Regions from separate parts of the Mus musculus genome. Here regions 1, 2, 3 and 5 are each linked to region 4. The links are chromatin contacts, called in public HiCAR-type and HiChIP or PLAC-seq maps. All regions are on one chromosome and are shown on one strand. The core of a region is the stretch at or near the end of the contact, and the rest is flanking DNA. Distances in the headings are between cores, read along the strand shown. Region 1 overlaps Gm39849 (a long non-coding RNA gene). Region 2 overlaps 6430710C18Rik (RIKEN cDNA 6430710C18 gene). Region 3 overlaps Rapgef4 (Rap guanine nucleotide exchange factor (GEF) 4). Region 4 has its middle 41 kb from the start of Cdca7. Region 5 has its middle 12 kb from the start of Gm39850.

What was found. HiCAR-type assays count read pairs that join an accessible place to other places. HiChIP or PLAC-seq counts read pairs in DNA pulled down with a chosen protein or histone mark.
Region 1: a contact with region 4 is called in a HiCAR-type map of embryonic stem cells, with 4 times the contacts expected there. The contact joins two enhancer-like sites. A contact is called at or near these places in 5 of 115 datasets of contacts at active chromatin or transcription factors (embryonic basal ganglia, embryonic forebrain, embryonic stem cells and 1 more).
Region 2: an H3K4me3 HiChIP or PLAC-seq map of embryonic basal ganglia shows a contact between it and region 4, with 4 times the contacts expected there. The contact joins two enhancer-like sites. A contact is called at or near these places in 3 of 484 Hi-C or Micro-C datasets (ECoMG-derived neutrophils, growing oocytes and myocytes), 2 of 115 datasets of contacts at active chromatin or transcription factors (embryonic basal ganglia and forebrain) and 1 of 9 other capture datasets (embryonic stem cells).
Region 3: a contact with region 4 is called in an H3K4me3 HiChIP or PLAC-seq map of embryonic basal ganglia, with 3 times the contacts expected there. The contact joins two enhancer-like sites. A contact is called at or near these places in 1 of 15 datasets of contacts at CTCF or cohesin (large pre-B cells), 4 of 484 Hi-C or Micro-C datasets (the G1E-ER4 cell line, colorectal tumor organoids, cumulus cells and 1 more), 4 of 115 datasets of contacts at active chromatin or transcription factors (embryonic basal ganglia, embryonic stem cells and forebrain) and 2 of 9 other capture datasets (embryonic stem cells and pancreatic islet).
Region 5: an H3K27ac HiChIP or PLAC-seq map of embryonic stem cells shows a contact between it and region 4, with 3 times the contacts expected there. The contact joins two enhancer-like sites. A contact is called at or near these places in 11 of 39 promoter capture datasets (3T3-L1-derived adipocytes, cancer-associated fibroblasts, cranial neural crest and 7 more), 4 of 484 Hi-C or Micro-C datasets (the HL-1 cell line, cerebellar granule neurons, cortical neurons and 1 more), 16 of 115 datasets of contacts at active chromatin or transcription factors (the NIH/3T3 cell line, SST interneurons, T-cell acute lymphoblastic leukemia and 13 more) and 2 of 9 other capture datasets (adipose tissue and pancreatic islet).

Annotation. Positions count from the first base shown.
Region 1 is chr2:72,833,826-72,839,589 of GRCm38.p6, reverse strand. It overlaps Gm39849 (a long non-coding RNA gene), which reads left to right. Exons shown (of 3, transcript XR_866425.2): 2 at 3,469-3,658; 3 at 5,039-5,196. Among named protein-coding and RNA genes, the nearest start is that of 6430710C18Rik, 23 kb to the right of the region's middle. Within about 2 kb of position 1,294, at least 81 of the 459 cell types and tissues checked have an H3K27ac peak or open chromatin away from gene starts, as enhancers often do. A contact at or near this core is called in embryonic stem cells, where this site is marked.
Region 2 is chr2:72,779,723-72,784,930 of GRCm38.p6, reverse strand. All of the region lies in intron 4 of 6430710C18Rik (RIKEN cDNA 6430710C18 gene), which reads left to right. Gm39848 (a long non-coding RNA gene) reads right to left here. Exons shown (of 4, transcript XR_866423.2): 2 at 4,989-5,208; 3 at 2,100-2,187; 4 at 1-33. Among named protein-coding and RNA genes, the nearest start is that of Gm39848, 6.3 kb to the right of the region's middle. Within about 2 kb of position 3,095, at least 37 of the 459 cell types and tissues checked have an H3K27ac peak or open chromatin away from gene starts, as enhancers often do. A contact at or near this core is called in embryonic basal ganglia, where this site is marked.
Region 3 is chr2:72,251,939-72,257,107 of GRCm38.p6, reverse strand. Rapgef4 (Rap guanine nucleotide exchange factor (GEF) 4) reads right to left here. Exons shown (of 31, transcript NM_001204165.1): 30 at 4,114-4,168; 31 at 1-859. The coding sequence ends at 732. Among named protein-coding and RNA genes, the nearest start is that of Map3k20, 31 kb to the left of the region's middle. Within about 2 kb of position 2,242, at least 88 of the 459 cell types and tissues checked have an H3K27ac peak or open chromatin away from gene starts, as enhancers often do. A contact at or near this core is called in embryonic basal ganglia, where this site is marked.
Region 4 is chr2:72,514,593-72,520,165 of GRCm38.p6, reverse strand. No RefSeq gene overlaps it. Among named protein-coding and RNA genes, the nearest start is that of Cdca7, 41 kb to the right of the region's middle. Within about 2 kb of position 3,980, at least 25 of the 459 cell types and tissues checked have an H3K27ac peak or open chromatin away from gene starts, as enhancers often do. A contact at or near this core is called in embryonic basal ganglia and embryonic stem cells, where this site is marked.
Region 5 is chr2:72,994,227-72,999,201 of GRCm38.p6, reverse strand. No RefSeq gene overlaps it. Among named protein-coding and RNA genes, the nearest start is that of Gm39850, 12 kb to the left of the region's middle. Within about 2 kb of position 3,356, at least 221 of the 459 cell types and tissues checked have an H3K27ac peak or open chromatin away from gene starts, as enhancers often do. A contact at or near this core is called in embryonic stem cells, where this site is marked.

The DNA of each region.
Region 1 (5,764 bases), core at 45-2,544, 320 kb before region 4:
CCACAGGGGCCAGAAGACAGTATGAGATCCTCTAGAACAGGAGTTATAGGTGGGTGTTGGGAATCAAATCCTGGTCCTCTGGAAGAACAGCCAGTACATTTACATGCAGAACCACCTGCCCATGCCCACTCCAAATTTCATGCCACATTCCCATGCTTTACTCCTAATGAATTCTGTAACATTCAGTACAGCTCGCACAATTTACTGTAGCTACACAAAGCAACACCAAAAATTTGCACGGCTCTCTTAAGCAGCCTCCCTTTCCTCTCCTTGTGAGAGTTGGGCACGTCCTATTCTGTCAAATCTTTCTCTGGTTTGTCACTTTGCCTGCCACTCAATTGTACATCACTTTCAAACATGAGTGCTTCCTTCTACAAACTAACTTTACTTTCATTGTTTGGGATTAAAGGTGTGTGCTAAGGCTGAGCCACATCATAACTAGAAACAGCTATTTTTTTTTTTTCTGTAAAAAACAATGTTGGGGTTCACCTTGTGATCAAATATCCTGCAACAGGTTAGAATCCATGATGGTGGAGCAAAGACATAGTGGCAAGTTCACACCTTGATCCCCAGGGAGAGAACTCAGGGAATGCCCTGAGTGTTTTGAAACCTTGAAGCCTGTCCCAGTAACACACCTCCTCCAACCTGGCTAAACTTCCTAATCCTTCCCAAATAGGCCCACCAATAGAGACTAAGTATTTAAATGTATGAATGGCTGGAGGTAATTCTCAGTCAAACTATCCTCCCCCACCCCCACCCCCGTTGTCAATCAAGGAGCAAGACATGAAAGGCACACATGAACCTGGCCTGAGTTACAATACCAGAGAGTAGTGGAACTGGGACCACCTTAATGCAGTTAGTGCCAAACCAGGTCCTTAACTGTTGCACTGTTACACACAGCCCAGCATTGTTGTTTAGGTTTTGATACATGCTAAAGAAAACCATTGTAAGCTTGGACACGGTTCAAAGCTGTTCAACCCAGCTTTACATTTTCTTCAAGGTAGAACACGGTTGTTTGCCTTGGAGTCAAAGAAGGCGTGGTCTGGGTTCTTTAAGATTGAGTGCTTTAAGTCCTTGTCACAGTGACAGGAATTACAACAGGGAAACTCTGAGCTCAGAGAGAGAGAGAGAGAGAGAGAGAGAGAGAGAGAGAGATTTTATTACCCCTAAGAAGTTGTTCAATTCTAAGTGTGGGTGGGATAACTATTTTTAATGACTCATTCCTTCACCCCAAGTGATGTCACTTGTTTGACCTTGTTTACACAGTCTAAGAAGGTCATTCACAGGTCAGCCAATCCTGGCCTGCCACATCCTCAGACAATGAGACTGTGATGGTGAGAGTCGGGGTTTCCCCAGTTATTATCTGGCTTGCTAAATTTGCATTGGTTCTTCCCACTTTTGCCCACAGCACCTCACGTTTCCTGCAAACATAGGCGACTTGGTATGTTTTTCCTCCATGCTAAGCAAAAGCCATGAAGTATGGATTTTCCTTCAGTGACTGCACTAGAGAAACTTCCCTTAAGGGTTCAAGTGAAGCTGGTGGAAGTATTATCCAGTCTATCATCTTCCTGGAAAGGTCTCCACTGATTTTTATTAGACACACGGGCTGAATTCCTTCAGGCATGCTTTTTATTCTGGTCACAAGATTGGATTTGTTTAGTGTTTGATTTTCACGGTCTTTAAAGCATTTGCACGGTAGCAATGGGAAGGTGTGTGAAACCTGACAAAGCATCAGTCTTCACAACGCTGGGATCTACCTGCACCCAGGATTAAGTCTACCTGACCAGGCTAATCAGAGTCTTGGTTGTAACTGCTAAAGTTAAAAAAAAAACAACAGAAAAACTATGTATCTCCCCTCCCCTGAAGGCTCCCCCACCCCCACCCCTCTTTCTGGTTTCCTGACCTCTGTGGGTATTCCAAATGAAATGTATGTGTCTAAAGCGTCAAAGCTAACACCTACAAATGAAAGAAAGCAAGGGACACTTGGCAGGGATACTTAACTCAGAATGATTGTTTCCAGCTGTATCCTTTACCTGTGAGCTTCGAAATTTCATCTTTCTTAATAGCTGAAAAATATTCCAGTGTGTAAATACGCCACATTTTCATTATTCATTCATTGAGACTGTAAGAGCCAGAAGTGGCAGATGAATACAAGGTAACAGTATGGGCAGCTGCACATATGACAGTGACACAATGTTGCTCCTGTTGTGTCTGGAAGACAGTTTTCTTGGAGCCATCCTCCACCTCTGGCTCTTCCAATCTTCCTGCCTCCTTCTCCGCATAGAGTTCTGAGCATCATAGGCAAGTAATTGCAGTGACAATCCCCAGACGACTAAATGCGATGTGAGTCCTGCTTGTCCCCCATAATGCTGTGAAAATGATGAGTTACTGAGTAGAGCACTTGGAGAGACTTGTCATTTCAGTTAATTAGCTACTCACTTTAAAATCAGTTCTTTGAGAAGTTGCATACAATGGGTTTTGATCAGATTCACTTCCCCAGTGACTCCTCCCAAGTTATCCTTACCAAACCAGCTTTGTGTTCTCTTCTCTCCCATTCACCCCATCCAGTTTGTGCTGCCTTTGTTTTCTTAGACACATGCCCTTCCAATGAAGCATGGTTGGCTTATCATAAGCAAGAGACTTTTTCTTTTTATTTACTGCTGAATTCTTCCATATCTTTTTTAATTTATTTTTTCTCATACAATATATTTTGATCGTGTCTTCCTCTCTCCTAGTCCTAGATCTCCCTACCTCCTTACCCATCCACTGAACTTCATGTTCTCTTTCTCCCTCTCTCACAAAACAAATAAAACAGAAATGAAAGTCAAAAACAAGCAAGCAAGCAAACAAACAAACAAACAAACAAAAAAACCAAAAAAACAAAAACACCTTATATAACAAAAACTGTCAAATCGAAACAAAAAGTCTGCAACAAAACAAAAATGGAGGGTTTTTTGTTTGTTTCGCTTGTTTGCTTGTTTGCTTGCTTGGTTTAGACAGGGTCTCTCTACATAGCCTTGGGTGTTCTGGAACTCACTGTATACACCAGGCTGGCCTTGAACTCACAGAGATCTGCCTGCCTCTGCCTCCCAAATGCTGGGATCAAAGACATGCGCCATGATGCCCAGCCTATCACCACTTTGATTCTCCTCCCGTGGAATCAGATCTTGGGCTGGGCTCTACGTACTCACGTTTACACTCCTTCACTCTGTATCGGTTCCAGTTCTGTTATTTTTCATGGAATAAAGCTGAATCCAATCTATTCTCTAAATATTTATTGGGCATCTAGTGAAAGCCGTTGTGGAGAACTAAAAATGGCTTCAAATATTTTAATTTTTTTTTCCATTGAGACACCTCTTTGCTGTTGAATATAGGGTGATTTGGGAAATGCTGTGATCAGTAGACTGAATGTTGCTGTGCTGACTTAAGGACCTCAAGCAACTAACACCCTACTTCCTTCCTCCCAAGACACTGTCCAGGAGCTCTGGGATGCCATATGGGAAGGTCAGCTCTGCTGACCACCATGTTAGAGTGAGGCTGTTGGCAGCCACTGTGGACCACCGCCCCTGCTTCATACATCTCTTATATGGACAGAGCTTAGATGGACACAGCCATGCATGTACCGCATACAAGAATGGAATACGTGATTAGTATATCGGTGAGAGGCTTTTTTTTTTTAATGTCAATTTGTCATAAGTTAAAGTGACCTGAGTAGGGAGCCTCAACTGAAGAGCAGTCCTGATTGGCTTAATGTGGGAGGACCCGCCCCCAGTGTAGGCAGTGCCTTCTGTGGCAGCCTAGATACAAAGCTGGAAGGAGGATTATCTGCCTTTTGTGCCTGTGGCTTGCTTCCTGCTGCTGAGTTGAATCAGCTTGTTGTTGATGCCACTGATTCTTTTGCTGATATTAGAACTAGTAGTTTCCAGGCTTCGATCACGGACTTAACGACCTGTGGCTCTCTTAAAACCTTACAGGTTCTCAGTACCAGGTTGAGACAACTGAGGAACCTATTCTTAGAGGACTGAGAGTCTTCAGATCTGAGACAATTGTTACTACTTTAACATAAACTAATTTAATAAATTATATGTATTATATTTATGTATGTAATAAATTATATATGTAATTTATAGAAAATTATATGCAAATATATTATATAATATAAAATTTATATATTTTATATATAATTATACATAATATAACTAATTATATATGATATGGTATTATATATAAATATACAAACAATTATATATTATTATATAATACAATACTTACATATTTATAATATAATATTTACATATTTATGATATTTGATAGGCTATGAATCTATTATACAATATGCAATATTATATAATATTATATTTGAGACATATAAATATATAACCCAAAGCCTATATATAAACATTATATATAATATATAATAAAATATATAATTGCATATATATATATATATATATATATATATATATATATATATATATATATAAAAATGATGGCTTAGTAGGTACTAAGTCAATTAGGTAGGCCCATATGGTGGAAAGAGAGAGACAACTTCCATACTTTGTCCTCTGTTCTACTCAAATATATCATGGCATATGCACACACATGAATGAATGAATGAATGAATAAATAAATAAATAAATAGCTATTTTTTGAGACAAGGTCTCACTATGCAGCCATGGCTATCTATCCTTCTGTCTGTGTATGTATGTATGTATGTATGTATGTATGTATGTATCTATCTATCTATCTATCTATCTATCTATCTATCTTATGTATCTATCTATCTATCTATCTATCTATCTATCTATCTATCTATCTACCTACCTATCTCGGGAGAACCCTGACTGATACAATTGAGCTAGAAGAGAAATGAAAAATTACTCTCATCTCTGGAGCAAATGGAATGGTTTTCTGAAAGGTGCTTGTCTCTTATCACCTTCTTTCTCTCAATCTGCATAATAATTATGATATGATGTTGAGTCAAGCAGGAAAACTGAAAATCGCAGCTAGAGAGACACTCTGCTCCATATTTATCTAGGCAACACAGAGGGCAGAGTTGGTGAGACAAAGACAGTCAGGGTCACTGGAGGGGACAGCCTCTCAGCCTTCAGATTGTGGCTTCTGGAGTCTGAGGAAGGCCTGTGGTGTTTCCAGAGAAATCCTTGAAAATGGCAGCCTCAGGGTTCATCCACCAAGGTGAGCGCTTTAGGTGGGAAGGGGGTGGTGTTGGAGGGAAACCTGCACTTTTTCTAGAACGATGGTGGCTCATGAATGCTCATGGTGGGAAAATCAACTGTTTTTCTAGAAAACCAAGTTATGGTGAACTCATGGTTGCCCTGTATCAATGTGAAAGACAAATTCTCTGTGTAATGCTTCATGTACTGAGTTCAGTACCAAGAGGAAGAAAGAAACAAAAACCAGGCAAATAACAAAAAGTAACAGATGAACCTGGCTGTGATTTTATCCTTTCCAAAAGCATTCTCTGCCAATAATTGATTTACAAATAGTTCTTTTAACAGGAACCCATACTGTGCTTAGTGTGAATATCCTCTTTGCTGAGACTCAGTTAATATGTGGCATTTTGAAGGCTTTTGCACATTATAAACTCTTGTACTTACCGAGGGGACAGGCGGGGCGTGGACACTGCCTCTCTTTTTCTTTTCGGTTTCAAATGAAATCATTGGCCCCACTTGCTTCTCTCAATTTTATTTTCCCATTAGGAAAGAACGCGGCTCAGATGGATGTGCGGGAGGAAATGCACCAG
Region 2 (5,208 bases), core at 1,846-4,345, 270 kb before region 4:
GCACAGAAAGGAGTTTGTTGCACAGCAATTACCCTAATGCATTTTTAAAAGCATAATAAAATAAAGAATCATTTCATTTGCTGAAAATGTATTTTAGGTGCTTCGGTAAAGCAGTAACAGAATATTTTGATTGTCAGGTTACCCCCCACACTTTGAAAGTTAGATAATTACATTTACCAGTTCAAGAATTGGCATTTAAAAATAATATTTTGTCTAAATGTTTAAAGATGTCTATTAAAAATGTATACCGAACATGACAGCGGTCTTTTTATGCTGTAATTCTAGTCAGTGGTCTGAAAAGAATTAAGATGGAAAAATGTACATTTATTCAGTGTTTGCTGGGGAGCTAGGAGTCTGTGGTGTACACTGCGATTTTAAAGATAGCTCTATGTTTGCGATTTAGAGTCACAGAGGAAGGATCTGTGGTTACCCGTGTGCTGTATTTAGTTTCTCTACCAGTCTTCCCATAGTGGGGGACCCCACAGTATTCTGGGGACACTCTGTCTCATACGAGAACAGACAGAAAATCGAGGAAGACACAGAAGAGCCGAAGGTCCCATATGTTTAGAATCCTTTGTCTGGTACATGTGCAACCGGTGTGCCTGTGTAGGGGCGCTGGAATTCTGACATGTTAGCTCACCTGCTGGCAAAAGTCCTTCCTTTGACACTGTGTGTGACCCTCAGTCCCTCCCCAAGACTCTCCAGGTGGCTGGTAGGACCAACAGTCCAAGGTTCCATGCTTATGACACCAAGGCTCTATCCTGCCTGCCAGGCTGGCTTCCACTCCAGCGAGTGGCTGTCTGGGCCATGGCTTCTCAGTCTCTCACCAGCTGATCTAAATTTAGCAAAGGAACAACTGAGATATTGAAAATCACCAAGCAGAAGTTGTGTGTGACCCAGCAACCCCTGAAACTCTGGTTCTAAGCAAGGAGAACCTTGGTTCTACTGAAAGGCTTTTTCCCCCAAAGGAACATTTAGAGGCCCATCCCTTCTTTCTCCTTGGTCTCCTGTGGGTTTCAACCTTCCTAATGCTGTGACCCTTTAATAGAGTTACTCATGTTGTGGTGACCCCCAACCATAAAATTACTGTCATTGCTACTTCATAACCGTAATTTTGCTACTGTTATGAATTGTAATATAAATATCTGATATGCAGCCGCTATAAAAGAGTCGTTCAACTACCACCCCAAGGGTTGAGAAACGCTGAGACTCTTTTTTTTTTCCATTTTTTATTAGGTATTTAGCTCATTTACATTTCCAATGCTATACCAAAAGTCCCCCATACCCACCCACCCCCACTCCCCTACCCACCCACTCCTCCTTTTTGGCCCTGGCGTTCCCCTGTACTGGGGCATATAAAATTTGCGTGTCCAATGGGCCTCTCTTTCCAGTGATGGCCGATTAGGCCATCTTTTGATACATATGCAGCTAGAGTCAAGAGCTCCGGGGTACTGGTTAGTTCATAATGTTGTTCCACCTATAGGGTTGCAGATCCCTTTAGCTCCTTGGGTTCTTTCTCTAGCTCCTCCATTGGGAGCCCTGTGATCCATCCATTAGTTGACTGTGAGCATCCACTTCTGTGTTTGCTAGGTCCCGGCATAGTCTCACAAGAGACAGCTACATCTGGGTCCTTTCGATAAAATCTTGCTAGTGTATGCAATGGTGTCAGCGTTTGGATGCTGATTATGGGGTGGATCCCTGGTGGATCTCTACATGGTCCATCCTTTCATCTCAACGCTGAGACTCTTAACTGCATCTTCAAACCTCTCACTGTCTGTGGAAATCTAATAGGATAGGCTGCAAATACAGCTCCGTGGTATAGTATTCACATAGTATACGCAGAAGACTTATGCTTAATTCCTGTACCCCTCAAGCAACAAAACTGGAAAAAAAAATCAGATGTCCTACCTCCTCTCTTACGACCTCCCATGACCCGCCACAGTCCTTCCTGGGACATCCATCCACCTGTCAGTTTTCTCATAACTCTCCAGTCCAAGAACCTACGTGTCTTTCAGAGTGAGAGTCCTCAGAGTGGAAACGTAACCTCAGCTTCTGTATCTACTTAGACATTTATTGTATATATGATATAAAAAAGCCACCTGTGTACTGACACACATCAGAGATCCAGCTCTGGGAAACAGGCAGGAAGACTGTTAGTTCTGGGCCAGAGTGGGTTGTACAGGAACACTGTATTTTTGAAAAAAGAGAAAAGACAAAAAACTATAGTTAATAATAATGAAGGCTTTTAATGTTTTCTGACTTTCTGGGGACCGGTAATGCGGTACATGAAGTGCCTTAGCAGTCACCTCGAACCGAATGAAAGGCATGTTTTGAATGAGACTCTGCTGTGACGGCCCCAGGTAAGGCCATGGCTTCTAGCCAAGACAAACTTTTCACAGTTACACTGTGTGTGCTTTTCCTGGTCCTCTTGAGAACCGACTTGTCTAAATCCCACCCCCCACCCCGACTTTCTTTTAAAGCACTTAGAACTCTGTGCTGTCAGGACTGAGCTAAGTGGTAAAGGCTTTTTCTGGCAATCTCTAACTTCCCTGAGGACAATCACTCAGAATTGATAACAATCTTAATAAAGAATTAATTAAGTACGTGGTTGTGACTAGGGAAATTTATTTCAAATTAGAATTTTTAAGGAAAGTAATTTTTATTTGTACCCATGACAAAGTAATTAGTGATAGTTGTTTTGTGTAAGAGATGCTTTGGGGAAGCTTTTTTTGAAAAAAAGGTATCATTTATTACGGTGGGGCCTGTGAGCAGGATTCTTTGTCCCGGACAATAGTCTTTTAGCCTTGTTAGTGTCTTATTCTATATAAATGCGCCTAATTGTTACAGTTGCTAAACAGAGCCCATCCCTCGAGTGTGCTCATTTAGCTGTGAGGAGGCACAATAGAAGCTGCATCTGAAATTTACAGCAATCTCACATTTTCTTTCTTCAGACATTTCCCCCTTGTTGCCAGCAGCCCCGAGGAAGCGCAGCTATTCCTCCCATTGTCGGAGGGCAGCTGTCTCTCTGTGTTCATGCTCCTCGCCCACCAACCAGGCAGATGGTGACTGGTAGCTGAGGCATGGCTTCTGCACACAGGACCCACTTTGTTGGCTTTGGGGAGCACAGCTGCCACGCTGTTAGGAGGGTGCAGGAGAGGCACTGCCTGCATTTCAGATGCGGGAGCTCTTGTAAAGAGCCATGTGTTTGGAAAGAGTGCTTAGGGTCTCTGGAGCATTGAATAGACACTTGCATATTCAAACTGCCAGAGCTGTGTGAAAATATGGATTGCTATTAATTAGAATTTTGGATAGGAATCAGGCGGGAGGTGTGTTGCAGAGACTAGGGTAACTATTCTGCTAGAGCAGCATGCTAATGCCTTCTGGATGCCAGAGGCTAGCACGGTACTACAGAAGTACCCTGCGTTCTTTCTCAGACCAGCTAAGGCCTAGCTCAATGATGAAATTCACCTTCAAGGAACCTTCGGGCAAACCAAATCCATTCCGAAGAGGTTTGGGTAAAGCAGGCAGTTACCTGGACTGAGCCTGATACTCAGTGGCTGGGTGTGCCATTGACTGGCACATTATATCCCCCTATCTTTTGAGAATTGTAGTGGTTTGTTTTTATACCATTCTTTTCCCCTTTTTGAGATAGGCTCTTCCTATGTGGGGTGGGACTCATTTCCCTAATACCAACCTGAGCTTCCGAGGTGTGGCTTCAGATCTGTTTTCTCACCCTTCCATACCCTTGCTACCTCCAAGGTCGTCAAAGATACTTAATCAAGAGACATACATTTCAAAACATCTTACAGTTCATATGTCATGTAACTCACTGATTTAATGCCGTAAGTCAGCCGATTTTAGAACGTCTTTATTCCCCCTTATTGTTTCATCTTTCCTCAGCTCTGAAGACCCATCTCTGTACTCTCTGTACAGACCCTGAATAGAGGTTTTGTTGAGTGAACAGTTTTGGGTGTGGACTAGAGGGTGTGTATGTGGGCATGCAGGCAGGATGGAGTATGTATGTGGGCATGCAGGCAGGATGGAGTATGTATGTGGGCATGCAGGCAGGATGGAGTATGTATGTGGGCATGCAGGCAGGATGGAGATGAAGAGTTATGAAAGGGGAACCTTCTAGAACAGGTGGGGATGCCATCCTAGCGTGGAAAGTTGTTGAGCTCAGTAGTCATTCTAAATGGCACACTGCCGGTTTTACCAAGCCAGCACATTACCTTATCAGTCCATCATTAACTCTCTGCCAATATTGATAGCTCCCTAATCAGTGTGCCATTGACATACATCTGGAAAATGTTAGTTCATGTCTTATTTCCTGCTATGAGGCAGTCCATGTATTTGATTGGTTAATATTGCACCTTTAGAGAAGAGCCCACTTATTTTTCAGGACTTATTTTCATCACCAAGTTGCCCAGAACGTTCTAACAGTGATGACTAAAAGTAAGATTTGAATCTTGATAAGTCTTAGGGCTTATCTTCCTATCTTTTAAGACTGTTTAATACTTTGTTTTTATGTCTTTTTTTTTTTTTTTCTGAGATAGGCTCTTACTGTGTCTTCCTGGCTAGTCTGGAACTCTCTGTAGAACAGGCTGGCCTTGAACTCACAGAAATCCACTTACATCTGTAGCCTGAGTGCTTGGATCAAAGGTGTGCGCCACCATACCTGGCTATTTTTAATGTCATTAGTTTTGATTGTCTAACCTAACAATTCCATTTCACCTTCCATTTATTGCCCAACTTAAACAAGTTTCTATAAATTACTTATAGGTTCAAAGAACTTGGAACTGGAAAGGATTTTAGGAACAATTTCATCAAAGCCATTTGTGGACTTTGGTAAGAAAAGACGGAGTGGGTGAGCTCATAGCTCTCTTGCGACTCTTCATATAGGCTCTGCTCTATCCTCTAAGGCAGCTGAAGTGGAAATTTCTGGTTGTGTCATGTGATGCAGAGTCATGTGATGTTTTGCTGAAACAGACCTGTGAGATGACACATGGCATTTGGAGAGAGTATAGGCTGAATGGGCAGTTATAATGCATTTGCATAGTTAGCTGTGCAACGCTTCGTTGGTCTCACTGACGTTCACTTTGGTGAGAGAGGCAAGGCAGAGAGCTTCTCCTGGTATTCCTGCTGGTTCTTGTGGCTCCTGCTGACTGGTGCCGATTTGGTGGAGCATGGTAGATTCTGCTAGATGGTGTC
Region 3 (5,169 bases), core at 993-3,492, 260 kb after region 4:
AAAAATGTTTTGTGCATATTGTGCTCTTCTGAAATGTTACTTTCTATCTTAACGCTGGCGGTATTAAGAACCTTGGTGTTTCTTAGTGGCATTCTTATGTATGCAATCCTGATTTGTTAGTTTTTAAAAGTTACAATGTAAACATATTATTCTATAGATCATTCCGAAATTACAGACGAAACAGCCATAATGTTTCATAGTGTTGTGGTGAGGTTCCATTCCTTCAGAGGTTAGATTATGAACATGGAGGAACACGATGTATAATTTGGACTTTTACGGTATCCTCAATACCCTCCCCAGACCCCAGACCCCAAATAAGGTGCTAAGTAAACAATTCATTCAATTATATCATCGCCGGCGCATCCGAGTGAAACCTATCTACGTATGGCACAGTCTCATGCTGCAAACAGCCTGGGAAGGGATGTCAGGGCCCTGATGTAGCCTCCCGCCAAGGTTATTTCTTCACGTGAGCCTGGTGCTGGCGTGCCAACAATGAAGGAGGGTGACTATAACTGATGATTCCTAAGCTACAGCATGGCAGCATTAGACAAGTCAGATCGCTTCTCCTGTGTGGTTGGAAAGCAGGATGTAGCCCCGAGGGGCTCTCAGGATGTGTCTCTTGCTCATTCTGGAGAATTCTCTAGTAGCAACACAGTCAGTAGTAGCATACACAGCATCTTTTGAAAGATTGTGGACTGGAGACAAAACATCACTCTGGGCACTTCAGATGTCTATGGCCTTCGAGGCTCTAATCTGTGTGACATCTGTGATAAAGTTCTCTGGTTGTCAATCACATTTAATTGCCGTACATAACTCCGGACATCCTGATGGTTCTTATTAGCTTGAGCGGCATCCGGATCTGTTAAAAGAATAATAGCAGGCGAGTTGGCATTGGGTAATATCTGCATGTGAGATGTGGCTTTATTCCTCCCAATGACGTATTGCATTTATCATAATACATTCCCTGGGTTCTGTCAAGACCTTTCCACACACATTCACTGGAATATTTTTACTTGGTTGGTCCATCTACTTCCTTCTACTCTCCAATTTTCTTTCCCCCTCCCCCTGGAATCATCTCTTTTGATCATTTTCCTTTGCATTGCACACACACACACAACACACACACACACACACACACACACACACACACACACACACACACACACAGGCACCAAATAAAAAGGAAAGCATCTGTCTGATGGCCCTGGTGATAGATGAAAATTGTTTTTCCTTCCCGGCTCATCTCTATGTCTCACACTCTGACTCCACCTCCTTTGATCCAGATGAGGACTAATGTCAAAGATGGAGTTTCATTAGCAACTCAGAAAAGCACTTAACATCATGACTGATCTGAAGCCAGCCAGTGGGCACTGGGCCTCATAGGTCCCCTTTGCCTGTATATGTATACAGCACCACTCCAGCTGTATGCCCCTAGGCACAGCTTGAACTGGGTAAGGATACCTTCTGGCTAATTGGTGACTTCTAGCAAACTTTTCTTCTCTGACATGACTTGCTCCGAAAGTCCACTGACTGTTTTATCTATGGATGCGAGTACCCGGGCTATCAAAGAGGTAAGTGGATTTATCCAAACCAGGACTCTAAGAAAATCTAATGTGCATACTTCCTACATACCATATATATATAAGAAGGAGGAAGGCCAGATTTAATAGCAGAGCGGGGAAACTGGAAGCAAACTACCTTGGGAAGTGGCTACGGAGCTCCTGACTGTCATCACCTTGTAGGGATCTGCCCAGAGTGGCCAGCAGGACCTTCCCTTCACTTCTCTTCCTTCCTTTTTCTTTCCTTTCCTTTTGAAACAGGGACTCTAAATTTCTCCCGTGTAAATTTCTCCAAGTTTTAAATCAAGACTTTCCATACAGAGAAGGAAATGTTTAAACATAACCCAGACCTCGGCTGCAGTTCGCGGGTCCCTCTCCCAGGGCTCACTCTCTTCTCTAGCAGTAAACGGGGAGTAGCCAAGCTGGAATCTGGACTCTGAACCAAAGTTCTTCCCTCCCACCCCTGCGCTGCCTTCAGAAGTCCGGTTGCTCCTGTTAGCTCCACCCACTACTCCACAAGACAATTAGACTGCCATCTGCGTAAAGGGTTGTGGGGGGGGGGGGTGTGGGGTGTGAAGCAGGTCTGAGCACAGAAAGCAAAGACAAGCTACAAAGGCCCCTGCTCGCTGTAAGAAGAAACTCATCAGTATAATTATCACATATAAATAATACCACAGTGAACCACAGAACACATTGTGCTTAATTTCCTCTGCTTCCCACTGGCAGCGTACTCTGCATGTACAATATACTGTAATTACATTGTACATAGCCCCACGATGTTTATGAATCTATTCCTATAGTTTTATCTATAGATTGTTGACTTCAGAGCCTGGCAGCTGCTGTTTACGAGCACTTGCTGATAAGTTCAACAAATGCAGTGGAAATTTAAAAAAAAAATCCCCTCACTTGTCTCAAAGATGTGGAAGAATGTAGAATTTACTGCCGAAGAGGCTGCGGAACAAAGCCGAGCCTATTACTGCTCCTGTTTGGCTCTGGAAGCCCCCTGAGAACCCTTCTTGAGGCTCTGAGCTCTCATTCAGCACACAGGATTGTTTGCGTGGAATTTCGAAAACAGCTCCAAATCCCCAGAAGGGCTGTGGATTTTGGTTACAGAGCTTGTTGTAACTGGTACTTTCTCTCCTCGTTTTCAGCTAATCTATGGCTGTCTTTTACACACAGAGCACATTATTATAGGAAAAGATATGAGACACTTGAATTCAGGAAGAATCCACGGAGAAAGGCTTGGCGACGTGTAAGACCATTCTCACTTTTAGAAGCACAAGGGCATGGTTGGTTGAATTAACTTTTAGAGCTCTTCTCACTCCGTAAGCCAAGACTACTTTCTCTAATTGTTCTTTTCTCTTGAACATTAAAAAGAAGAAGAGGAGGAGGAGGAGGAGGACAAGGAGGAGGGAGTAGTTCTGGCATTCTGTTAGCAAGCTCTGGCTTTGGGCCAGAGCTACACTACAAAGAGCATACCACTGTGATTATTAAAACGAGAACCTGTCAGTCTCTACTGGAGAGGATATTCAGGTAGGCTGCTGTCACATCTGTGTCTTCTTACCGATGTCAGTTCTCCAAAATGACTCACATAATGACATTAGCACAAAACTTCCAAGGGTTCGCCTGCTCTCTCCCAAACCAGACTGGAGGTGCAAAGCTCTTTTCTTTTTTTCTTTCTTTTTTTTTTTAACATTTTTTTTAAAGATTTATTTATTATATGTAAGTACACTGTAGCTGTCTTCAGACACAGCAGAAGAGGGCATCAGACCTCATTACGGATGGTTGTGAGCCACCATGTGGTTGCTGGGATTTGAACTCAGAACCTTTAGAAGAGCAGTCAGTGCTCCTGCCCGCTGAGGCAGCTCACCAGCCCCCAAAGCTCTGGTTCTTATCCCAAGTTCTAGGCCTGGGGAGACGGCTTCACTGATCTAACTTGCCCTGCTGGTGTTACGAGGAAACCTAACTCCCTACAGGTTAAAATGGCCATTTGTCAATAGTAATATTTCAAACATATGAAAAAATAGCATGGGTGTTCAGGACATACACCCAACATTCAAAAGAGCACCTGAAATACTGGCAATGTTGTGTAGAATCCTGCCATAGGACTCTCTGCAAATGTGCTATAAACACTCACGCATACTCAGAAGACAGTAACTATTACCTTTCCCAGTTTATAAACGATAGTACTGACTCACTGAGGGCTGCTGGGCTTCTCAGCATCGAGCATGAGTCACACCCGAGAACAGCTTGGAGGCAGGCTTATGTGGGCCTTTGCAGCCTACCTGTTCTAGCTACACCGAGATGAGCAAATGAATTTCCTTCAAATTCACTTATTAAAATAATAGCCTGACCCTATTTTCTAGGGTTACAATGCAAATATAGTTGAGCCTTACAACAGCAAAACAAAGTTCTTAAACCCAAGGCACACGTGGGTTTCACGGTTCACGCTGTGTCACATGCCATCCAGACTCCCAGAGTGCCTTGGAAGTCTCATTAAAAAGGACTTAATCACCACCATGTCCATGACGGCATGCAGTAACTCAGAACTTACTGAAGGGCTGGCTCCTGTAGTACCGTACTGTTCTGGCAGTGTTTGCAATCATGCGCTGTAAGGAATTAAAAAGAAAAGGGAAAATCGAGTCAGTCAGTTTAGTGTATAATCCCCCTTGGGTGGGGGGAGCATCATTTATTCCAGCAAGACTTGGTATCACAGGAAACAGCATGTTCTGGAGTGCTGAAGGCAGCTGGCTGATGTGGAACTTGCACAATGGCATTACGAGGCATCCCAGTACAAAGCATTTGCAGGTAACGAATATTCATGACTTCCCGACACAGGTCTTTGTCTTATTGTGTGCTTGCTCCTTGGATTGTGAAAATGCAACGCTGACACTGTGCTTTGACGCTGGGAAACTGTTCCCACCATCCTTTGAAATGGTCTTGATCTGAAGGAGGGTTAGCTTTCAAGTTTCTCCTAGTTAGCAGGACTCAGCGGTGAGGTGGTAGATTCCACTGACTGAAGGGGAAGTCAGAATATTCTCCTTGAACTGTTGCTGCCCCACTATGCTTCCATGACCACCCCCCCCCATTTTTAGTGTCAGCAAAATTATCAGTTTCAACTCAAATTTTGCTTTCCTTCCTTCTTTCCTTTCACCTCCTAATTTATAACACTGATATAGTAACCCTGTAGGAAATCAAAATGGTAAGAACAAAGTAAAAATTGTGTAGGAAGTAACTCAAGGGGTAAACTCATTACTATTTTGGTACATTGCCTTCTGAAAATATTCATATACATGTACATATACACATACATATTCATATTCACACACATACATATATACATACACATATACATACAAACATATATATATGTGTATATCAGATAACAATACAAAATAAAATAATTAACTGTATATGTATCATTTGGCTTTGATTTTCAAGACAAGGTTTTGCTGTATTGCCTTGGCTGTCTTGGAACTCACTCTATAGACCAAGCTGGCCTTGAGTTCAGAGATCTGTCTGCCTCTGCCTTCTGAGTGCTGGGATTAAAGGCGTGTGTATCACCGTCAGGCTAGCCTTCTGATAGCTTAAAAATAAACATGCAGATACA
Region 4 (5,573 bases), core at 2,731-5,230:
GGTATGAGGATGGATTCAGGGAGATTTGTTTAGAAACTGGCTCAGAAGCAAAGGCATTTGCTCCTATAAAATTTTCTTAAAAGAGCTTTATTGAGATACAATTCACTGCCTCTAACTGTACAACTCAACGGCTTGTAATATGTCCACAGAGTTCTATAACTATTGCTATAGTTGGCTTTAAGACATTTCTGTCACTCCCAAAAGAGATTCTACACTCCTTCATTTTCGCCCCCAACCCCCATAGCCACCCTTAACCCTGGGCAACCACTCAGATTTTCTCTGTGTATAGACTTGCCTGTTCTGGGCATTTCATATGAATGAGATTATATCATACCACCAGATGGTTTTATTTAGCATAGGACATTAGTCAGTGAAAATGTCTTGAGAAAGGCAGTCCTAGGTCCTACCCTTAGCCATCACTAGCAGAATAGATCAGTGTGCTCTCAACCAAAGGATTGCCTATCCAGATGCTGGTGAGCAACCAGAGTTGTGGTCTGGCCAGCAAGGAGGGCCAGCCAAGCAGCTTCTCTTCCATCTGAACTGTGGAAGTGCTACAAGCATGGAGCAGCCTCACATGAAATCAGAGGACAAGTTAAGTTGCACAGAAGCAGAAACAATGAGCAGGACACGGGAGAATAAGCTAAGCTGGGAGCCAGCTTGCCAGCAAGAGGGAGACCTACCTCTAACGCCAGATCTTTAGACTACTGTTCTGCTGCACGGTCATGACCTACAAATCCTTATGCTTAAGAACCATACTTCAAGTCAAAGCAGAGGGGAAAATCAGAGGAACCCAGTGAGTTCCAGCCCTGCCACATCTTCCACAATTGATACAAGTCCTGGATCCTTGCCTCTCAAATGTCTCTACTTCCTGGGTGGTTTAGTGTACATCCTTTGACATCTTATGAATGACTTGGAGATGAAAGTTGTGCACAGAGGGTACGGTCTGAGGGAGTCGGGAGGGAGCAGCGGGATTCAGTGCTGTGAAGCAGGCACAGATATTACTTTGCTTCTCTTTTCCTGGATATACGCCGCTTGTGGCTGAGATCCCCAAGGTGAGATTCCATGAGAAGAGGAGGTGAAGCATGCAGAGGTGAGGGGACGCCCGCAGGAGAGCCGGGAGAGTGGCAGAGATGAAGTCCACAACCGCCACTCATTTTTCCCATGGGCTCCTCTTAAGGTCCCAGACACCACAACCCACAGATCTTCCCTGGGCCACCTGGACTGCTGGTGCCTTCTGTGGCTGCAGCAATGGGCCAAAGCCCTCATAATTATCCAAAGTGGTGAGACAGAAAGCCAGGGGGGAAAGACCACATCAGTGGAAGCTGAGATGAATTCAGACCACCCCAAAAGGGGCACTTAATTCTGCCAAGTTCAACTAATCTTCAGATGCAACATTATCAATAACAAAATAGATGTAAACCCAAAATCAGAGCCTCTAATTCTGAAGCAGTTAGGAAACATCTGAGAACAAGACTGTGGGCTTCTGAGAGAGCTGAAAGATGCATTCAGCATAGCACAGACTACACACTCAAAAACAGCATTATTTCAAAGTGCAGAGATCTGAGCCTGAAGGAGTCCCCAGACGCTTCAGTCATTTGCTCTTATTGGGTGACTTTATTTCTAGAGGCAAGATTACAAGGGTGCAGCCTTTGCTCTCCTAAAGCCTGCATCCTAGCTATGCACTCATAGGAACCACAGCAACAGGGCAATGTATAAGGAGTGCTAACGTGTGTAGCCCCAGCTATAACAATGTGGAATTTGACAGGTCATCGGCCACAGTTAGAAACAGAAGGGAAAACCCTTTAGTAGCGCAGAACTCGAGCAAGAGTTTGGGACAATGGCTTTCCACTGGGTTGGAGTAAGCGTCTGGCACACAGGTGTGTAGTCCAGTACTTGCTGGATAAATATCATTGAACAGGGACATCCAGTGGACGTGAGCACTGTGGATGGCCTGCATCATACAACGGATCCCCATCCCCTGTCTTCCTTCTGCCACAGCTTAATCAATATCCCCCGGGGAAAGGGATCCACAGGTTTCATCTCCCATCACTGTTTCCATCCAGTTTGTCTGGCTGCTACAGAACACCTGACCACGCCTGCTTCTGTCCGTCACAACCTAGAGTGTTAGGTGCCGCTAGATGATTTGTGCCATGTCCTTGCTGGCAGTCCTTACTCATGCAGTATGGCCTTGCTGTTCTTTAGAGGACACAGTAGGTGCCTGCAATCTGCCGAGGTCCTGAATAAGTCTCCTAGCAATAATGCTCACTCTTTGCTTAAGTGAAAACAAAAACTCGTGTGGCCTTGTATGTGAAAGGCCAAGAACCGTGCACCACAGCACCATTCCACACAGAAAGTAAAGCAAGGTTCAAAAACTTGCCTCCGGACTTGTGTGGTTTATATGCTGAACACAGAGAAAGCATCTTGTCCCCTGACTGTGTCTCTGTGTGTACCCAAGCCCACCATCTACTTTGAGCGTGAGCGTGATATTCACTGTATATCACAAGACCAGTCTCTGTATATTCATAAGATAATGTTCTAGGAGTTCTGAGTGTGTTTTGAGCACTACCAGTTCCTTCATCAGGAATTACCAGGGTACTCGGAATGAACGATGACACGGTACAGAGGAGAAACCAGAAGCCCAGGGAGGTTGCTCTCTTAGAATTTCTCAAAGTGGGCTGCACAGAACACCCATATCTTGAATATAGGCACTTTATGGAAAAGGGGGTCTGGTCAGGATCACATACATTTCAGAAATTTCAGATTAGACAAAATGGAGTTGGGGTTTTCATTAGTCTACTTAAACGACAGAGCTTCTAGCTGCAGCTAGTGTTCTTTCCACAAAACTGGGGACAAGGGCATCTGTGGGGTGTGTTAAGCCTCCCCTTACCCTTACCCATGATTATAGAAGGTGCTGAGGACTCCCGCAGACAGCAATACTACACACAGCACAGCTTTGAACTCTGCCCCTAGCGTGCTACTTCTTAGGTACTCGGTGGGCTGGGCTGGTTTTTTCAACAGGCCGTTCCCACGTTTTGCTAGGCTTCCTACATCTCCCTGCTTATCCCCAAGAGTGGAACTCAGAAGACATGACAAGTGAAATCCCTTAACTCCTTATAGTTACAATATGAGGGTTTCGTTGTTGTTGTTTCTCGTTCTACAACCCAGAGAGCAGCAGGAACCCAGCACTAACTGGAAGCCTGGTCCATCCACCTAGCTCCCACACCCCCAGCTCAGCACACCCGAACAGAGGAAGCATCAGAGCGCATTCCCTGTGGAGAGCAGAGGTGTGTAGGGGAGAGGGTAACAACTGAGGGAAGTGTATCCTTCATTTCCTCATGTTTTTTCCTTCTTTGCTGCTGATCACCTGTTTCTGAATTGCCTGTTCCGCTGTGTTTCTATAAAGGTATTAACCACTTTGCTCATCCAAGGATGCGCGGACCGAGACCTCAGATTCTGGTTCAGCGACATCATCTGTAGACCTTGTTGCCAAGCTCGGTGACCACGGATGCTGAACTCAGAAAGGGCTAAGCAGGGATAGCGAGCGGTCAGAGAGCAATGTCGGGTTCCCAGAGTTAGGGCTCCCCCTGCTGGAATCCAGAGCCAAGACCGAGTGTATTTTTATTCCCCAGAAATCCTGATTGAGCCTGCCTTCAGCCAGCTGCTTCACATTCAGTCAAGGCTTCTCCCACAGACTAGACTGGCATCTCTATCCAGCCATCTGTGAGTCTCCCCTCTCTTCGCCTGTGCTCTACTTCCTAAAGGATGATCGAGTTCTCTGTGCCCAAGTCAAATGCTGGGAATTTAAGACTGGGGGATTTCCCGACTTTCCCCCAAAAGCCGATCTTTTTGTTAGGACACGTTCTCCACAACAAGAATTACATTTTTCAAATGTTTGAATATCGGATCCTTTGTATTGCACATCTGGGGGTGTATTGTACACCCAGAGGGTGGGAGAAGAGAAACCCCTCCCGGATGCTCCCTCTTCGGGAGTAAGGTCAGAGGCATAAACCTGGAAAGTAGCCTAGTTTTACTCTGCTCTGGTCACTAAGCCCCTTCTTGCCATAAAACCCTGCCTCTGTGGAGTAGGAAAATAAGCATCGTGCCATAAAAATCTTGCCGGCATCTAGCTTCCTCTAGCTTCTGAGACTTGAGTCTCAGAATTCCTGATGGCTGAGAAATTGCAAGGCCCAACATCTAGAGAATTCTGCCCCACACACACCCACCCACACACACCCACCCCCAAGGACGCCACTATTTGTAATTGAGAAGTCTCTATCTTTTCATTTGTCAAAGAGGAAGGCTGAGCCACATTGAAATGGAAATCCGGCTTTCTCGTGCAGAGGGCAGCAAGGTTTCCGCTGGCTCTCTGTTAGGTGTTGACCCATTAGGACACGCTGTAAGGGCTGGGGCTCCTTAAGACCTGGGAAGTCAGGGCCCATTAGCTGTGCTCTCCAGTAGTGGAGCACATACCCACTTGGGGCTCACTGCAAATAAGACACTGAGGACTAGGAGGGCTAGGAGGGTTGGGAGCGATAGCTCAGTTGGTAAACACACCCCTAGGTTTGATCTTTGGCGCCTCATAAACCAGGTGTCCTGGTGGCACAGGCCTGTGATTGCAACACTTGGGAGGTGGAAGGAGGAGGAGGAGGAGGAGGAGGAGGAAGAGGAGGAGGAGGAGGAGGAGGAGGAGGAGGAAGAAAAGTTCAAGGTCATTCTTATCCAGCTGCTCATAGAAGCTACCTAGGATACAGGAGACCTTTTCAGAAGAAGAAATGTAAAGACAGCAAATTCAAAACCCTAAATGAAGGCGAACCTCTTTCAACCCCATGAATAATTATTCACATTTACAGAAATGAATACTAAAAGGAGCCGATCTTCATTTTTCAGCAGGCTGCACTATGGGATACCTTTACATACCAAGTTCACCTGATGCATAAAACATATGATTAGATTTACAAAAACTTGATTTACACAGTTTTTTTTTAAACATCTTTGCAGAAAGATTAGGTGTGATTAGATGCAATAGGAGCCCCTCTGAGGCTCACTGATGGGCTGTAGGAGAGTTACTAGCCAAACCCTCTTCAGCTGGTGTCAGTTCCCTCCCTAGAGATGTCTTGAGTGAGGCCTAATGACTGCTTACAGGGGTGGTATTGGAACAAGGGACGCTTCAGGAAATAGGTGCTGTTCAACCTTCATGAACTTGCCAATGAAGCAGAGCATCACAGTTGGAAAAGTGGTCAGGTCTGCTTTCTGTAGGAAAAAGGCACCCAGAAAGACACAGCTTCGATAGCCACTAGTGTGAGGCCATGAGGAGAAAGAAACAGGGGCAGCCCTAGGTGGCAAGAGAGCATTTGTCTGAGACTAAAGGAAGGAAGAGCTCCACAGAATTAATGTGTTCACTCCAAGGGATTCAAGGAGGTTCTCAGAGCCTGCACTATGGAGCAAGCCATTGAGCTGGCTTCTGGTTGCAGTTTCTACTCTTTCCAGAATTTAAAGCTCTGCCGTGTACACAGCAAGCAATCATATAGGCAATGTATATGGCAACTTATGTTGCTCTCCTCCAATGGCCACAA
Region 5 (4,975 bases), core at 2,107-4,606, 480 kb before region 4:
GGGTTTTCAACCTTCCTTCAAGCTACCAACCAAAGGTTGGGGGGGGGGCGGAGAAAGGTTAATAGAAACGGGGGTGGGGGGGGGATGTGGACCTGTTTAGAAGTAGTTCTTTGGGGCTAGAGAAATGGCTCAGAGGTTAAGAGCACTGGCTGCTCTTCCAAAGGTCCTGAGTTCAATTCCCAGCAACCACATGGTGGCTCACAACCATCTGTAATGGGATCTGATGCCCTCTTCTGGTGTGTGTCTGAAGACAACTACAGTGTACTCATATAAATAAAAATAAATAAATCTTAAAAGAAGTAGTTCTTTGGAGCCGTTCCAAACACAAATCAGTAGTGGTAGTTCAGCCCAACAGGCAAACACTAAAAACGAGTCAGTAACAGTAGCTTCATCCAGAGACTCTTGCATCCTTTCACCCTGTGATGCTTTGCTGGTCTTTGCTGATCCTCGACTATTGTGACTTCATAGAGCAAAAGCACCAAAAATCTTCTCACGGTGTTCCGATTGCTTCTTTCCATCTTTACAGACTTGTGCCGATTTGGCAGAGCCCTCGTGGTTTCTTCTGGATGGCCCTGCCTTTGATTTATAAATGGTGTTTGCGAGCCCTACCATTGCTGGTTTGTGAATGGTGTTTGTGAGTGGATGGAGCTGCCGCTACTGATTCACAAGACCTAAACTATTGATATTCTGACAGCAAAGATTAGATTTATTCCAAAGAACTCTTTCTAAACAGGTCTGCACCCTCCTTTGCTCTTTTAACCTTTTCTTTTTACTACCTCTGATGGATGATGGGCTAGGAAGGAGGTTAAAACATTTACGAACCCTTATAAAAAATAAATTTAGTAGTGGGCTCAGAAAAGGAGAATGTTCGTTGTGCTGTGGGTATCAGCTCCTCTATTGAGATGTAAATAAAATAAAAGTTGAGAAAAGAAAAAAATGTAAATTGAAAAAAAAAATCTAAGCCTACACCATTGTGACAAGACTGGACCTTTTCAAAGGTGGTTCATCCTAGTAAACTGAGGCAAAACAAAACAAAACAAAACATAAAGGTGGATTCATTTTATGGGGCACTGTTTTTAATTCTAGTGTACAGGTTTGGCCTGTAACTACTGAAGGCTTCTTAGGATCCCACACGAGTGCATATCTTGCTTTAGTCTCCTTTCAGGTGATAAGGAGGACGAGCTCAGAGCCCAAAGCAGAGTTCACTAGAACTGGATATTTGGCCCTTCTGTTGTTATTTTCAAGCACTGCCTCTCTGCCCTGCCACACCTTTGGCTCTTTCCACCAGTTACATCCCACACAGTGTATTGTGCCTGTTTGGGGGTTTAGTATGATAGAAACACAGTAGACTGAGAAGAAGGGAACAAAGGATACTTCTAGGCCTCTTGTGTGACACTGGCAAGCCCCTTGGCATTGCTTGGCTGTTTCCTCAACTGAGATTTAAGTGGCTTTAAACTAGACCCGCACGAACTTTCCTGGTCTCTGTCTTAAAGACTTTCCCAATGGTAGCAAGCAGTGGTGGTGCACGCCTTTAATCCCAGCACTTGGGAGGCAGAGGCAGGGGGATCTCTAAGCTCGAGGTCAGCCTGGTCTACAGAGTGAGTTCCAGGACAGCCAGGGATACACAGAGAAACCCTGTCTCGAAAAACCAAAAAGAGAGAGAGAGAGAGAGAGAGAGAGAGAGAGAGAGAGAGAGAGAGAGAGAGAGAGGGAGAGAGAGAGAGAGAGAGAGGAGAAAGGTGCCAGGTTTCTCTGGGAGTCTCTGGCAACCAGGAAAGCAGCTCCTAAATCAATATCACTAATGTAAAGTTACGTATAATGACTAGAGTCAGAAATTTCCTACACAAATCTGAAAAAGACCAAATGAGAAGACAGACTTAAAACAAAACAGAACCTAAAACCAGCACCTGGCACCTCTTGCCTATCTAGCCCGCATGGAGCCAACTCCAAAGCTCTTGTACTGCTGCCAGGCCACACCCACCTCTGAGGCTGGGCCGTCTTCCTGTTTGCTCTCTCTCCTACAGGCAGGTTCAGGCTTCTCTTTCTCTTTCAGAACAGAGCTCCCATAATCCGATGGGCGGACTCTTTCACGAAGCTCCTATATTAATAGCTGTATTTTAGTCCCTCCCAACCTCTGTCCCAGCTTGGTCTGTGCTTTATGAGACATTTCCCTGAGGTGTGTCCATGCTGCGAGACGTACACATCTGCACCAGGACACAACATGCTTGGTGCTCTGTGTCCCTCACAAAAGGCATGATGGTTTATATACCTACGTTCACAACCAAGTAAAAAGAAAAGAGAGGAAAACAGTGGGTGATAGTACCTGCCTAGTATTTCCTAACCAGGTAAATTAATAGAGCAGACCACCATCCGTTATAAGGAGTGTATTTTAAGTGCAGCGTGGGCAAGGAAATGTGGTTAGTTGTTTTCATAGAAAGTAGAAAGGCCTAGCAAGTCTAAATGATTTATAATTAATCAGTTCTCTCATCTGATAATGAGGTAAATGTGTTATATTGGAAACTGAGGTAGAAAGAAGACGGACAAGACAGACTTCCTCCTCCCCTCAGAGGCTATAATTAGGAGAGATATGATATGCATATTCCTAGCGAAAGCATTAGGGAAAGGTGAGGTGTCCCAAGGATTGCAGTGATTTCAGGAAGGAGACACTGGGTTTTGGCTGGGGAGGAGGCAGAAGCTTTGGAATCAGGCTTGGAGTGTGTGGTGGGGGTGGGGAATCCATATTTCTCATGTAACTGTTGTCTTGGCAGGTTAAGGTAAAAATCATATTCACGGGAAGGGCAGCATTATTATCTGGCTAATTCCTGCCATAGAAACATTTACATGATCTTACAAAAATCTATTCACTAATGTTTTTTTTTGGCAGCCACCAGGGCAGTCATTGTTAATTGTCACACTCTCCTTATAACCTGAGGAAACTCACAGAAAAGGAGACACACACCCTCAGTAAGCTGTGTGTTGTTCCAGGGATTCATAGATCCCTGGGCCTGTTCTTGAACTGCCCAGGGTCTGTGGTCATTATTAAGAAGCCCTGACAGCAGGCAGCCCCTAAAGTATGAAAGCGTTCACCGAGCAGGCTCAACCCTAGAGTCTTGGAGCTTATTTGCTCTGAACGTTTAACACGCCTGTGAGGTCTAATGTGTACAGCTAGTCCAAGGGCTGAGTCTGACGCTGAAGTGGTGTCATTGGCTCCTGTGCACCTCTGGGTGGACAGGGACCAGGAGACAGAGAGTGAGAGAACATGAGAGTGAGGGCTTTCGAAAAGGAGGGACATACTTGTGCAGGAAGCCATTGTTTTTCAAAGTTTCCCTGGTGACTCTGAAAACTGAGTCCCCACACCCACTGCCTCAGGATGTTATTTTCTGTGAGCCTCCTCCATCCCTCCTGCAGAGAGACTTCTGGCAAGTCCCTCAGACATGCCCAGACGCATTCTGTATGCTGGCCTGGAGCCCAGCTTCAGCCTGGGCTGCAATCCTCCTGTTCCCCTTGCATGCTGCATTAATATTGAAAGTGGATGGCAACTTGAGGTCCCCGGCAAGGGAATGAAGGCAGCTGACATGCTCAAGGAAATATGTCTGTAATGCAGTTTTACCGAGCCAGATCTGGGCCGGGGCCTTCTGCAGTCGGTCAGGGGTGCAACCTGGGGTTCCTGGAGGAATGTTAGAGTGTTTCTAATTTGTTGCTTTAGAATTAGACCCACTTCTAGGACAATGTACTAAGTGACACAAGTCAGGCATAGAAAGAGAACTACTGTGTGATCTCACATGTAAGTGAGGATGCTGGTCAAATAGAAAGGGAAGAATGCTGGTTATTAGGGGCTGAGGCAGGAAGAGGAGGGGAGACACTGGCTAAAGTGTACAAAGTCTCGATTAGATTGATTAGATGGGTTAAGTTAAGGCTCACTGTACAGTACGGTGACTTATTAATAACAAGGACTGCTTACTTGAAGATTGCCAAGACAGTAGATTTCAACATTTTTTTTTAAGACAGGGTTTCTCTGTGTAGCCCTGGCTATCCTAGAACTCACTCTGTAGACCAGGCTGGCCTTGAACTCAGAAATCCACCTGCCTCTGCCTCCCGAGTGCTGGGATTAAAGGCGTGCACCACCACTGCCAGGCTCAACATTTTTTTTTTTTCCGAGACAGGGTTTCTCTGTATAGCTCTGGCTGTCCTGGAACTCACTTTGTAGACCAGGCTGGCCTCGAACTCAGAAATCCGCCTGCCTCTGCCTCCCGAGTGCTGGGATTAAAGGCGTGTGCCACCACGCCCAGCTTCAACATTTTTTATTACATTAGAAAAAACTAATCTGGGGCCTGGTGAGATGGCTCAGCCGGTAAGAGCACTGACTGCTCTTCAGGAGGTCCTGAATTCAAATCCCAGCAACCACATTGTGGCTCATGACCATCCGTAGTGACATATGACACCCTCTTCTAAAGACAGCTACAATGTACTTACATATAATAAACAAATTCTTTTTAAAAAAAGAAAAAAGAAAAAACTAATCTATGTGTGTGTGTGTCCTTCACTTCTTCCACCATGCTGGGGTTCGGGGGGGAGGAGGGCTTAGCTCATTAGTCTTAGCAACAAGTACCTTTCTCCACTGAACCATCTTGCCAGTTCTATGTCTTAATATTTTAAGTGTTCTTAGTTACTTAAAAAAGGATAAATATATAAGGTAATACATATGTTAGTTTATTTACTCATTATCATACCATGATATATACATATTTCAAAACATGATGGTATACACCATTAGTATATACATTTTGATCAGTTTGTGTTTCTTCTTTTTTTTTTTTTTAGGTATTTTCCTCGTTTACATGCCACATTTTTTTTTTTTTTTTTTTTTTTTTTTTTGTGACAGGATCTCTCAATGAATCTGGAGCTTGCTGTTTTGGTTAAACTGGCTGGCTAGAACATTCTGGAATCCAGTTCTTCTGTCATGCTGGGGTTGCAC